2 separate regions of the Danio rerio genome follow, and region 1 is linked to region 2. The links are chromatin contacts, called in public HiChIP or PLAC-seq maps. All regions are on one chromosome and are shown on one strand. The core of a region is the stretch at or near the end of the contact, and the rest is flanking DNA. Distances in the headings are between cores, read along the strand shown.

Region 1 (6,157 bases), core at 2,937-5,436, 130 kb before region 2:
TAATCTCTGTCCGTCTGTTGGCTCCAATCCTCAGAGAGCGACTATGTACCTCCTCCGGCAGCACTGTGAGTATCTCAATCAGGAAAGTCATGGAGGATACATCGTTACTGTATCTGAAAGAATAAATGTTTTATTTTTTTTATTGGTTGTGCAAAGTGTTAAAAGGAAAACATCTATACACAGAAATAGCAGTCTTCATATATAAAATCACCTTTTTCAAAATTAATATTTACAGAGTGTAGTCCATATGGCAATACTTTTGACTTACTAAAAGCGCTGTGCAATTAATCGATTTTCACAAAAATAATCAAAATAGATTATTATTGTGTCATATCCCACCTCCTTTCCAGCAGTACGCATGTTGCTCATTTTCACATTGAAATCTGTGAAATAATGTAACGTGACTGTTGCAGCATGAGTCATGCTTCATTTATTGTTGGGTTTTCGATTCATTTATGTTTTGAAAAAAAAAAGAGAGCTTGTGCTGTTGTGTGTGTGTGTGCGCTCAGCCTCATAGACGAGCAGAACACACACACACCCCATCTTAAAGTGATTATGATATTTCCCATAATCAGTATCCCCACTTACTAATAAGAAAAATATGCCAAATTCCATACCATTGTTCAGTATGTAGTAAATGCCATTGGTATGATTAGATCTGTCCATAACTCAGAAATCATGTGCATTAATTATTTATGGTAGTCCAGTTAACCTTAATTCCAAATCACATTAATAGTGTGACACCATAACACCATTGTAGGTCATAACCAGGGAGAAAATAAGGAGGATTCTTACTTTTCTATGAGGGTGTGAACGCAGCCTTTCCACGAGGCCATCTGAAGAGCCAGATCTGCGATTGCCAATGCGAGCTGGGTGAGAGAGAGAGAGAGAGAACCACATTAGAATACCAGCGCCACATTCTTAACAGTTCTCAATATGTAGCAGTGCAGTGTGTGGTGGAGATGGACTGTCCCCGTCAACCCCCCACACTGCATGTCCGATAATTTCCGATCATGACTGGCACAGATTTTCAAAAGTAGGTAGGACGTACCTGTGTGACGATGATGGGAGAAAGGTCTTTGAGGTTCTGGATGTGAGATAAGAGTGAATCTCTCAGTGCAGTGTGAGAATCTGGGGGAAGCTCGTAGAACGACGTCTGGATCTTCATCTTCATCGTCTGGGCTGCGAAGTAACAAGACTCGATGTCCTGTTTCAGCTGCAGGAGCTGATCGGAGATTTCCCACGCGTACATCTGGATAGATTTTTTAAAAAAAAAGGAAACATTTGTCACCACTTTGTAAAGCAGAATTTTTTAAATATTTCAAAATGGCTCAATGACATTTAAAGTGTTTGTTTATTTACCCTAAAGGGCTTATTTAATTTAATCAAAAGAAATGGGCATTATTTCACTAGCTATCACTCTATCAGACACTGAATATCAACTTGGCCCAGAGCTAATTTGCATAATCAAAGGTAAAAATAAACACTACACCATGAGATGCGTCACACCAGGATAAATATTATACATGCAAATAGATAGAAGGAACATGTTGTGTGTAACATATCATTGAAGTCTAAAGGGATAGAATGCTCATCATATATATGAGAAATGAGATGAGCTAGAGAATGTGAAGTAATACTTTGAAACCATTCAGCCAATATATATTTTCTAAAACAGAAAGTATGACTTGACGAGTATCTCAATTTGAAGATAATGCAAATATTAAACAGTCCTGAAAAATAGAATGACTTTTCTTTTAAATACACTCAAACTTCTAGAACTGGTTTGACTTTTTATCTACTTCAGCAATAATTGGCTTGTCTTTAAATAGTCACTATGTTTAAGTTTGTGGTACAAGGTGTTCAACAGTTTAACTTGAGCATTCAGTTTTCTATGCTCGAATATATAAATCAAACTATCAAAATAGGTGGATCATAAGTCGATTATGTCTGAGCGTATATATTTAGTACAATAAAAAGTACAAATATTTTAGTGAAACAAGGAACTACCTATTTTAATAGCCACGTAAATTAGGGCTGCACAATATATCGTTTCAGCATTGATATCACAATGTATACATCCGCAATAGTCACATCGCAAAAATATGTAATGTAATCTTTATACTTGCATCCAAAACCATAAAGCACGCACTGTTTATTCAACGTTTATCTTTGCTTTATTGCATATGCTTGCAGTTTGTTTATTACATTTTACGCATGATTGACTGCCCTGCAGAATCATCCCAATCACTTAAAATTAACACTTTGGGGACCAATTTGTCATTATTAATTATTAGCAAGCATGTTATTAAAATATTGGCTGCTTATTAGGACTTATAAATTGCATGATCGGCATAATCTCATTCTACATCCCTAACGCAATAGCTAAATTACCTTAATATCTATTTAGGAGCAAATTAGGAGATTATTGAAACCAAAGTCATAGGTAATGGGTTGCCAGTAGCGAGAATTGAACCTTAAAATAAATTGAGACTATAAATCTTTTGCAAATAGTGCTATTTAACCATTTGGTGAAGTCATTTAGGTATAGTAGATCGCAATACATATTGTAGATAAATAAAATATTTGAAAAATCCCGTTTTTTCAATATCGTGCACCCCTAATGTAAATAGTGCCAGAGAACTAATTTTTTTAAAATCTGATAAGACACTGATATGACTATTTTTAGATGCAAGCATTTGTTCTTATCTTACAACTCTTCTTGGTAGATCAGCATGTGTGAAGAGCAGTGTCATTGAACTTAAGTGCCAAAATAACAGAGCAATTAATACGATTCACAATATATACTGTACTTCTGCAAAGTAAAAAAAAAAAAGCAGCAAGCCTTGCTAAATCTCACCCACTGGTTTGTAAACTTCTCACTTTCCTTATTAAGCTAGCAGTTTCCTGCAGCAAAACTTTGTGACTAACCAGTAAAGCAAAGAGCAAAATAGCAAACTTATAGTGTTAAACGATGCAAAGAGGCAGCGTAAAATCAGATTCAATAAAACTGCACTATTTATTTTACAATGGAGTCATTCAGTGTCAAATCAAGGAAATTTCAGGAAAATTAATTAATTCTCAACACAGGGAAACATTAAGAGCACAGAGTAATGGATATATATTGGGAAAACTCTCATCATGACCCTAATTCTCTAAATACTTGACTGCTTCGTAAAATACATCTATAATGTGCAAATGTCTTTTTTTTTTGTCTTTCCTCATAAAATATTTTAAAATAACAACTGAGGAGATGTGGTTAATGTATTATTTATATGTATATTGTAACTCCCAACATAAATATTTAAACTTTGTCTTAAACTATGTCCAAAAATATTCTTGGATATAAAGTTCAGACAGTTTTAATTCAATCTACCCCGGTGGTTAACTCAGCCTTTTTTGAAACATGATAGCTTGTTTCCATCTGGCCTTGGAGATAAAACCATATTGCACTAAAAAAATCCCAACTACTAGTTAGTCAAAGCAGTTAACAAGGTAGTCAAGCTGGTTTCTGAAACATGGTCAACTAGCTAATGCTTAGCTAACGTTACAAACTAGCTGCCATGTTTCAAAACACACCAGCTTGCTAACAGGGAAGTCTGTATTATAGTCATGTTTACACGGAGTATTTCCGCTCAAATTGCTGCTTAAATCCAGCAAATAACGCAATAATAAAGCCATCAAATCTTATACAAGCTGGAAGGATTTAGCAATGGATACAAATAAACCTCCACAACAGTCCAAACACATGTGACCACTTCCACTTCTCAACCCAGCTGCTGTTGATGGTTTAAATAGCGTCACAGCGGCCTTATCTGACTTTTCCTTTAATACATTGATATTTTTAAACGTTTCTAAATGAGTGATAGTGTTATGGCGCAGTAGGCCCGCTCATAAACGCACCGATCTCTGCAGCTCTCCTAGCCAGACCGAGGCGCGCTCCTTGCCGGCAGGGTCCGGGTCGTGATACAGCGCCTGCACGGCCTGGTAAACCAGCGGCAGGGTGGGTTTCCCGCCTTCCATGGTGCTCTTCTGCTTCTAGAGGGTGTAGATATGGGGTAAATGACACTGCTTGCGCTTCTCGGGAGGTTACTGACGCGCAGGTTGACTATTTATTCGGCCCTCGCGTTCTCCGATCTGGCCGCCATCTCAAGCAAGACACAGGGCGTTCCTGTCAAACAAGTCCGTGTGGAAACTACGGCACGGGAACTATAATGAGTCCGGACCACAGCGGTTTTATGTTAATAGCGCGACATTCGGACAACTCGCAGAAATATGTCAACATTTAAAAAATAACTTTCTAAGAGTTAAATGTGTTTTGCGGTTTGTGAGTTCAGTGTAATGCGAGGTATATATTTTTGGGAATAATTTCGTTGGAGACACACCCACTGAGGGTCATTCCCATGAAACGGTGACGGAGCCATTTGTGTTTCGTTTGGGAATCGTAAAGGAATCGATTCTTGTCCGACACATCTTTACGATTCAGAAGCATTCGTTTCAAGGAAGAAATACTTTCTGAACTTACTGTATTAACTAGCAATCTGTTGTTAAATTAAGTATTCAATTCTAATAAATCAAAAGAGAAATTTATTGTACAAATACTGTTACCCAACATGAATAAAATGTAGATAATTAGAGATAATTAGCCACTATATATACTTTTATAAACACACACAAAACACAAGAGGTGTTTTACTTATATCAATTTATTTATTCGATAAAATACCACTGATTTTTTACAACATACATATAATATTGACACTTTAAATTAACATTAATGTGTTGCTTATATACTTACTTACTGATTATTGCTGGTTAATTTATAACATATGACAGCGACAGTTCTAAATCCAGTCTTTCTCAGAAATTACAAAAAAAAAAAAAATCAGTTCAAGAATTGAGTCAATAACCCCCCAGACTGAAGCATTTTGATTCACTCAAAGAACTGGTTCAGAAGAGTCATTCTTATGAGAATCGAACTACACTACTTGCTTCACCAAAAAAGAACCGCCACTTATAAGTAATTCATGTATGTCGGTAAGCGAGGTTCCTTTTATTGTTGTTTGTATTATATAGTAATTAGAATATTATCGATTAAATTTATTATACGACACGGTCTATATAACTTACACCTACAAGAATCAGTGACTGGATTTTTCTGAATTCACTTTTGATGGACAGTTGTGTGTGTGTTTATTAATACACACACACACACACACACACACACACACACACATATGCAAATATTGCCAAATGTTTTATATTATTTCTTTCTATTAGAAAACTAGTTTTGGATTTTCGAAATATACATTTTTTCACAAATTACAGAGTTGACAAGTTTATGAATATGCACAACAAATTCATATATCAAAGCAAAAATATGAACAAAAATCTCTTGCAAAATGTCTGCAAGAGAAATGTTTGTGGTGTAGCTGTCAAATACAATGTTTTACATCTATTATTTGCTATTAAAAACTCTGACATTATTTATTCATCATTCATTCTGCTTTTCCAGGGCCGGTTCGCAGGGGCAGTAGGGTTGTTGCTATAGATCAGATATGGTTGTGGCCAGAAGTTAATGAAAATTACTCATATTATTTCTTAAATTTCTCATTTATTGTATTTTATTAACATCTACCCCCAACCCTAAACCCAACCACCACAGTGCTGTAAAAATATTCATTATTCTTATACAGTGTCATAAAAAATGCTGCAATATTGATGTGCATATCTCACTTCCGGCTGGCTGCATATCCGATCTAGACCTTACTGGGCAGGCAGTCTCAGGAGAGAACCCAGACACCTCCTCCAGGGGGATCCCAAGGCGTTTCTAGTCCAGCTGAGAGACATAGTCCCTCCAGCATGTCCTGGGTCTTCCCCGAGCCCTCCTCCCGGTGGGACATGCCTGGAACACCTCCCAAGGTGTCCAGGAGGCATCCGAAACAGATGCCCAAGACACCTCAATGTGGAGGAGAAGCGGCTCTACTCCGAGCTCTGACATTATACATGTGAAAAACAATCACCTGTTCATGTTGGTTTCCAGCATGGTATTTCCTCAGCCTCTTTACTTCTGTTTCATTTCATTATGAGAAATGATCCCACTGGCATGACAGATTTAAATAAGAAAAGATCATCCAAGCAGAAGAATCCCAAATGG
Region 2 (6,948 bases), core at 839-3,338:
AACATGCAAAACCCCTTTCTATGCAAGTTCAGTGGATCAAGATTTTGGATGTATATATTTACATAGGAAAATTCACTAGACAACAGATTTCAGCTGTACATGTTTGGCGTCACACACTGATGACCTGAACGTTTCCCATCCCCCACAAATGGCAACAGTTTTACACAATACATCAGCCAGGGACTGAGAGAGAGTCACTGACCATTACTCTCGGGGATACCTAAATGTTTTTCATATTTAAATGAACATCTACTAGATTCTTCTCAAAATAAATGCCATGTCAAAAATTGTTTTAGGTGCATGGTTTCCAACATTTCCAACAAAAGTATTGCAAAGTTGCTAAAGTCTCTTCAAAACGAATACCTTTCAAGTAAAGTTGTTTTTCTCCTACACCTTTCTGCTGTCTCAATTCAGTAGTTTTCCCCATATTAGTCTCAGTAAAGACCTTTGTCATATAATACCATTAAACATCCCAAAAACTGGGGTGCTACGTCCACTGCAGTTTTGAAACTCAGGAATAATATTTTTGGGCTGTCAAAGTAAATATTTGAACTATGACCTGTATCTTAACTCACTTTAAATTTTAGTGCACTGTTAGTAATAAAGCTGCACTGAATTTAAAATAGCTTCTTTCAAGTACATTCACTGCATCTCTAACACTAATCTAAAAGGGTAGAACAATGCACACTGTAAACTACAAGCAAAGTAAATATTTTCAGAAAATACTTTACTAATCTGCTTTGCATTCAATACATGTGGCAATATAGAAACAACTTATTTACGCAATGAAGAAAAAAATCATTACAATAGCATGCATCAGACATATTATTATTAGGGTTATCATTAAATTAACTGCAGCCTTGATTTTACATCAAGGACTGTTAAATGGTCTTTGCAGTCGAAAAACAATTAGCGAAACTCAATGTATGACCAAATCGAAATTCAGCCTTATATTGCAGCAAAACACTTTATGACAACAAAGAAAGGAGCATGCATCGTTGAAAATGCAAGAAGCATAATTTTACCGTGAGAGAGTTGCTGTTCCTGAGTGGTGGTAATGTGACGGGTGATGTGGTTTCAGTGCCTGCTCCAGCACGGGGACCCCCGATGCCCAGTCCGGGGGAAGACTGCTGGCAAATATCACCCCCTTTGCCTGTGGATAATAAAAACACGCAATGGGAAAATTGCTTACACATTTGCTTTAACGTGTCAGTATTCTAAAAAGGCAAAAGATGTGACAAACGGCTTGTTTGGTCAATAAATAGAAATCTGTAGCCCCGTAACGTTACGAATCGATACAGAAATAGGCGTATTGATAATATAGGAAATGTAAAGAAAACAAGGATAGGTTATTTAATCCATTAATAAAACAAAAACGAACACTGCACTGCAAAACATTTCACACCCTAGCTATAAAAGACCAATAAACAAAATAAAAATTTAGGCCTTTACAAAGCGCGTGGTTTTTATTTATATTAATTCATTTAATACAAAAGCGGCCTCTTTTCCAATGGTGTTTCCGGGGCTTATGGCTACTGTAGCCTACTCGACCCTAACGTTATAGCCAACACGAGAAATAAAACGAAAAGCCACGAGCCTTACACGCGTTATGGAGCATTTAAATCGGATAAAAAATCCATCTCCACAATCCAATCCGGAGAATAAATGCGCCCGACGTCGCTCTCTTAGATCCGGGCATTGGGTTCCTTACCAGTCGGGTAGGCAGCAGCCGCAGCGCAGGGTTTCTTAGTTAACATGGCCGCTGGAGAGCCACACACACGGAGAAAAGCCACTTCAGAGTCTCTCCCCTCCTCCCTGTGATCACCCACTCTGACTGCTGTTACTCCAATCAGCTACATCCAGACCTGAACGAGCAAACTCTAGGGGCTGCTTCCTCAAACGCTACCCGAATTCGCGTTATCATCGCTTGGAAACGTGCAAAACAAACAAAGGCGCACGCATGGCTCTGCTACGCTCCGCTCATTTGGGCCTAGGAAATTCTGCCCAGCGCGTAGCATTCTCTCACACGCATACAGTAACTAGACATATACTTTAAAGCGGTTTAGGGTGTTGTCTGGACTTATCTTTCACGCTCGTTCGCCTCCACCTTCTTTTCTTTCCCCTCCCCATGCGGCAGGCTTTATTCACATTAATCAAAGATTTGTACTCCATTAAAGCAATAGAGATGAGCATATTTTAAAGACGAGTGCTCATATTTTTATTATATTTTTATTCTTTAAGAAATAAGTACTTGTTATCAGTGCTTATTTTTAGTTACAATTGCTAAAATTTTTAAAAGTTTATATGTATTTCCTTTTAACGGTTTAAAAATGTTATACAATATAAGACTTGTGTTAAAATAAAAAAATAGAGGAATGCATGTTAAAATGGCTTGCCATACTCATAGAGGACTTCCAAACTCCAACCACATCTGACCCAAACAGTGTGCAGTCACATCTGATGCCACAGTTTGTTTATGCAAACTTTAATTCATGACAAAGCATTTTTATGCTTTCAGGCCCAATATACAAAATTTTCATCTTACTAGTAATATTTGTGTAGGTGTGAGTTTGAAGTAAGAGAAAAATAAAGTACAGTGTCTAGATTTCATGTGAAAAGTAATTTGATGATTTAGAAGACTATGATGATTAATGATTATGATTGTGTGTCAGAGCTTTATTAAAGGTAACACCCAGCAATTACTTTAAATAATAGTAAATTATGATGCATCATATGTACTTTCTTCTGGATCTTGGTGACCAACTGACCCATTTGTACTTGTAGTAGGGAAACATTTCTTTCTTTCTTTCTTTCTTTCTTTCTTTCTTTCTTTCTTTCTTTCTTTCTTTCTTTCTTTCTTTCTTTCTTTCTTTCTTTCGAACTTTAATTGCACCGGTCTACATAAACGTCTTTTTTGACACGCTTCCCATCATTTCAGTCTTTTCTGCTTACAATGCAGTACAGTGACAGTATATTGAATGATTATTTCTTGCAGCATGTTGGAGGAAATCACTGTCCACTAGAGGGTGGAGTGAGTGCATTGTAACATTACTGTATGTACTGTACATTTAGTTCCCAAACAGAAGCCATATATACATATTAATTAGATTCTCGTGTCTTATTTGATTTTAATACAGTTATTTTACTTTATTGTCATATTTGAGTAAAAAACAACAAACATAATAGACAAATGTCTTCTTTAAATTTCATCCGCTGCTGGTGAATTTGTTTATGCATAACTACAGATAAAATATAAATAAATACAAGCATACAAAGTGCATTCAATTGTGATTAGGTTATTTGTGATTAAATCTTTATCGCTATCTCTTCTTTACAACAGTCTTTATTACTAAAAAGCAATACCAATGATTGCTCACTACTCCTCCGAGTAACTGCTGTGGTCTTGGAGATGGTGGACTTGAACCACAGCTCAGATCATCCTATTTAAGTTTGGGCAGTGGTTTCTACCAGAAGGTGTGATTTGAGGTTCTTAACAATGACTGTATCCATTTAACTTGAATGTCCTGAGACATTGCCAGTTTGTGCTTGGCATTAAAGCATTAAAATTATAACATTATCCCAGTTTCATTACAATCGGCCAAAAAAATCTGAATAAAACAAACTGAAAAATATCTTTACCATCTTTAAACTCTAAAATAAACAAGAAAACAAAGCTCACTGTGAGAATAAACGTTAATAAAAAATATATAGCGAAAAAACAAGCAATTCACAATCATCTCTGGTGTCCATCCCCCCAGGAAACAAGCTAGAGTAGTGTCACATGTCAGGCTGTGGTCAGAGAGGAGCAGGGTATGCTGGGATGGCTGTCATGGCATTTGTCACTGTGGTTACTGGGAAACATCAGTGAGCACCATGAAACTGGAACTCTGATAACAGCATTGGCTCATTTTAAATGGAGAGGCTGAAGTTAACTCAGGGCTCGTGCTAACTCTCACATCAATTGCTTGCATTTTCTAAGAAGAGGATATCAAAGGGCTGGAAGAAAGCGCTTGTTGAGGCATTAAAATGGTCTACAAAACAGTTTAAATGAGTAAATATTAAAAAAACATTTACTTTAAATATATATTAATGCTATCCTCTGTCTTATTCTACCTATTAAAAGTCCAATAAATATAGATCTAAGGGCATATTGGGAACGTGCATTAAGTGTGCTGAGTTATCAATTAGAAAAGTGAATATAAAGCTGAGAGATTTTGTTATGCATGATTTAGCATAGAACGGAAATTAAGAACAAATTAGTACAAACTCTAAATAAAGTATAATATACAGTTCTACTCACTCATATTTAATTAACCTGCCACCAGGTACCACAAACAAGCAATAAATAAATCCATACATCACAAATAAACAACTAAATACATATAAAATAAAATGCAATATCTGATACCACTAACCTGGCAAACATTTGGCAAATCCAGTGATTATTTCATCCTTAAAAGCATTCCTTGTATCAGTCCAGTACCTTGTAAACATGACTTTCTTTATACCAGCTGTGCTGTTGTGCCCTTTTACTCCCGGAAGTTGTGTCAAGCCGACCAATCACATTAGACCTCTTCAGACTGATAGAGTAATTCCTTGTTTTGTGAGCAATATGCATCACATTATCACTCTCAAGACCATGGTTACCAAACAGTTTGTGGGTGGGCTGTCTGAGCCAAAAAAGACTACTGCTTTGATAAAGGATTCATAAAATGGCAGTCCCTTGCTTTGTGCCATGCACAATATCTTGTTGCACATACGCCATCAGCTCAGGGGGAGGATGCAAGGGTTGGGCTATATTTAGCTTCTTTGCTTTAGAACTGCTGGAGCATCCAGGCATTAGAATGGGACTCTGGGAATGTGTGGTGATTCCAGACTTAGCTTTTTTCCTCTTGGAAACATGTTCACAGAGGCACATGGATGCAGTAAATGACTTTGGAATATTGGCATATATATGCAACAAACACAGAAATGTGGTTCTATCGCTGTCACCCTACACAGATTATTGCAAGATTGTAATATTGCATCTATTGTTCAGCTTGCTTTTGTGCTTAACCATCAAGTTTCATATGTATTATGCTATATTACAAAACTTGGCAATGTTTTCATTTGTTATGAATATTTTTCTAAATGATTGGTATTTATGCCATTAATTAACTTTTTTAAGAAAACTTTTAATACACAATGTCTGTGGCTTTTTTCCATTTAATCACCAATTGTAGAAACAATTGGTGATTAAATCCTTTATAGAAACGAATAGTAATAACAAATCATTATTAAATACCAACCGAATAAGCTTTAAAATAACATCTAATCGAATGAAGAGTTTGCAAATCTGATTCGATACTGAGACCTATTTGATTTGCATTGCATAAGAAGTCACCCTCTATTAGATATGTTGCTAAAACAAAACAAAAATAAACATGAAAGTGTCTCCTAAAAGAATGAACCAATGATTCCAGTATATTTCCCCCTAGTGACTAATTAAAGCGTGTATAACTTCACCTGCTCTGCTGCAACAATAATGAACCCTGTCGACAAAACACCTCCTAATGATATCTAGTCCTGGGGACAGTACTATGCACATGAGAGCTCTTCAAAAGCACCCACACAAACACCTGATCATGTTCCATTAGTTAACACTAAAGCATCCACCTGAAATGGGGGTCAAGGCCAAAGAAATTGATATCAACAGTCAAACAGAAAAGGTCCAAGTTGTTTTAAACTTGATTATCTTACATAGTGGTTTTCAGATTTTTATGCTTCTTACAGCATCACGCTGTTAGCTTAGCAACAGCTCTATTTCAGATTCAGGAGCTATTTCTGTGGCACATATGATTGTTCCTTATGAATCTTTTAAAAATGATCACGCTAGTTTTCTTGAAATGTCTGTTTATGTAGACATCACTAGATCTTGAAACAGCAGCACATTTCTTGCGCTGACAACATACAGGAACCTCTCATTCATTAAAGCCTCAACATATATCCAATAATCAATTACAACCCTACCCCTGTGTACCTTTTCTTATACAGTGCTCAGGCATAAACCTGTACACTACTTTTTGAACATGAATATTTTGATTTATTTCCTAGTGAATGTAGCCAATTTTTTAATGCATTTAAACAAAACAGTTTTATTAAAATGTTATATGTATTAAAATAAGAGTTTGGTCATCCTAACATCTTTACAAAATGGAAAGATACCACATTTAACTTGAAACAAGGTATTAAAAAATAAACTACAAAGTTTAAACAAAATTGTATATTTCTCTTGAGTTTTCTGTTGATTAAAATATATATATTTTCCCCAGTGATGGGTTGCAACCCATGGAAGGGCATCTGCTGCGGGAAAACATATGCTTGAAAAGTTGGTGGTTCATTCTGCTGTGGCGACCCCAGATTAATAAAGGGACTAAGCCGAAAAGAAAATGAATGAATGAATGAAAAATATATTTAACATTTTTCCCCAACATATTAATTTGGATGTGCTAATTTGTGGACTGTTATCTTAAATTATTTTGTTAAATTAGTTCTTGTTTTGGCTTTGGTACTGACTAATCTGTATATGAAGAAATATATTATTGTAAAGCATACTAAAGAAAATATGAATTTAAAAGAGAGATCTGAGGGGTGTAGTCATTTATGCTGAGCATTTCAAATTATAAATTATTCACCAACACCAACATCATCGTCTGGTACATTTTATGCACCAGTGCAGACACGGTTGATAAAAATCTATTATATTCATTCTCTTTGCTCAAAACTCCAAACAGGTGGCAGGTGTATCATAGGTTTACAGACTCCTTTGAGCCCATTAGGATTTTGGGCCAAAACAAAAGCGCAGATGGCTGAAGTAGCATTTCCATCTGGTTAATAATGCAGTCAGGTTTATGAAATGAGCCTGTGTGCTGTTTAGTGATTCGATCTGTTGTCATCCTCTCACATCAA

The links. HiChIP or PLAC-seq counts read pairs in DNA pulled down with a chosen protein or histone mark.
Region 1: an H3K4me3 HiChIP or PLAC-seq map of gastrula embryo shows a contact between it and region 2, with 2.8 times the contacts expected there. The contact joins the promoter of tnpo3 here to the promoter of dyrk2 in region 2. A contact is called at or near these places in 2 of 4 datasets of contacts at active chromatin or transcription factors (embryo and gastrula embryo).

What each region holds. Positions count from the first base shown.
Region 1 is chr4:14,160,755-14,166,911 of GRCz12tu, reverse strand. It overlaps tnpo3 (transportin 3), which reads right to left and starts at 4,186. Exons shown (of 23, transcript NM_201087.1): 1 at 3,904-4,186; 2 at 1,052-1,252; 3 at 796-869; 4 at 1-113. The coding sequence starts at 4,023.
Region 2 is chr4:14,023,609-14,030,556 of GRCz12tu, reverse strand. dyrk2 (dual-specificity tyrosine-(Y)-phosphorylation regulated kinase 2) reads right to left here and starts at 2,088. Exons shown (of 3, transcript NM_001044833.2): 1 at 1,712-2,088; 2 at 1,026-1,153. The coding sequence starts at 1,757. The region is part of intron 3 of LOC141381600 (a long non-coding RNA gene); the gene reads left to right.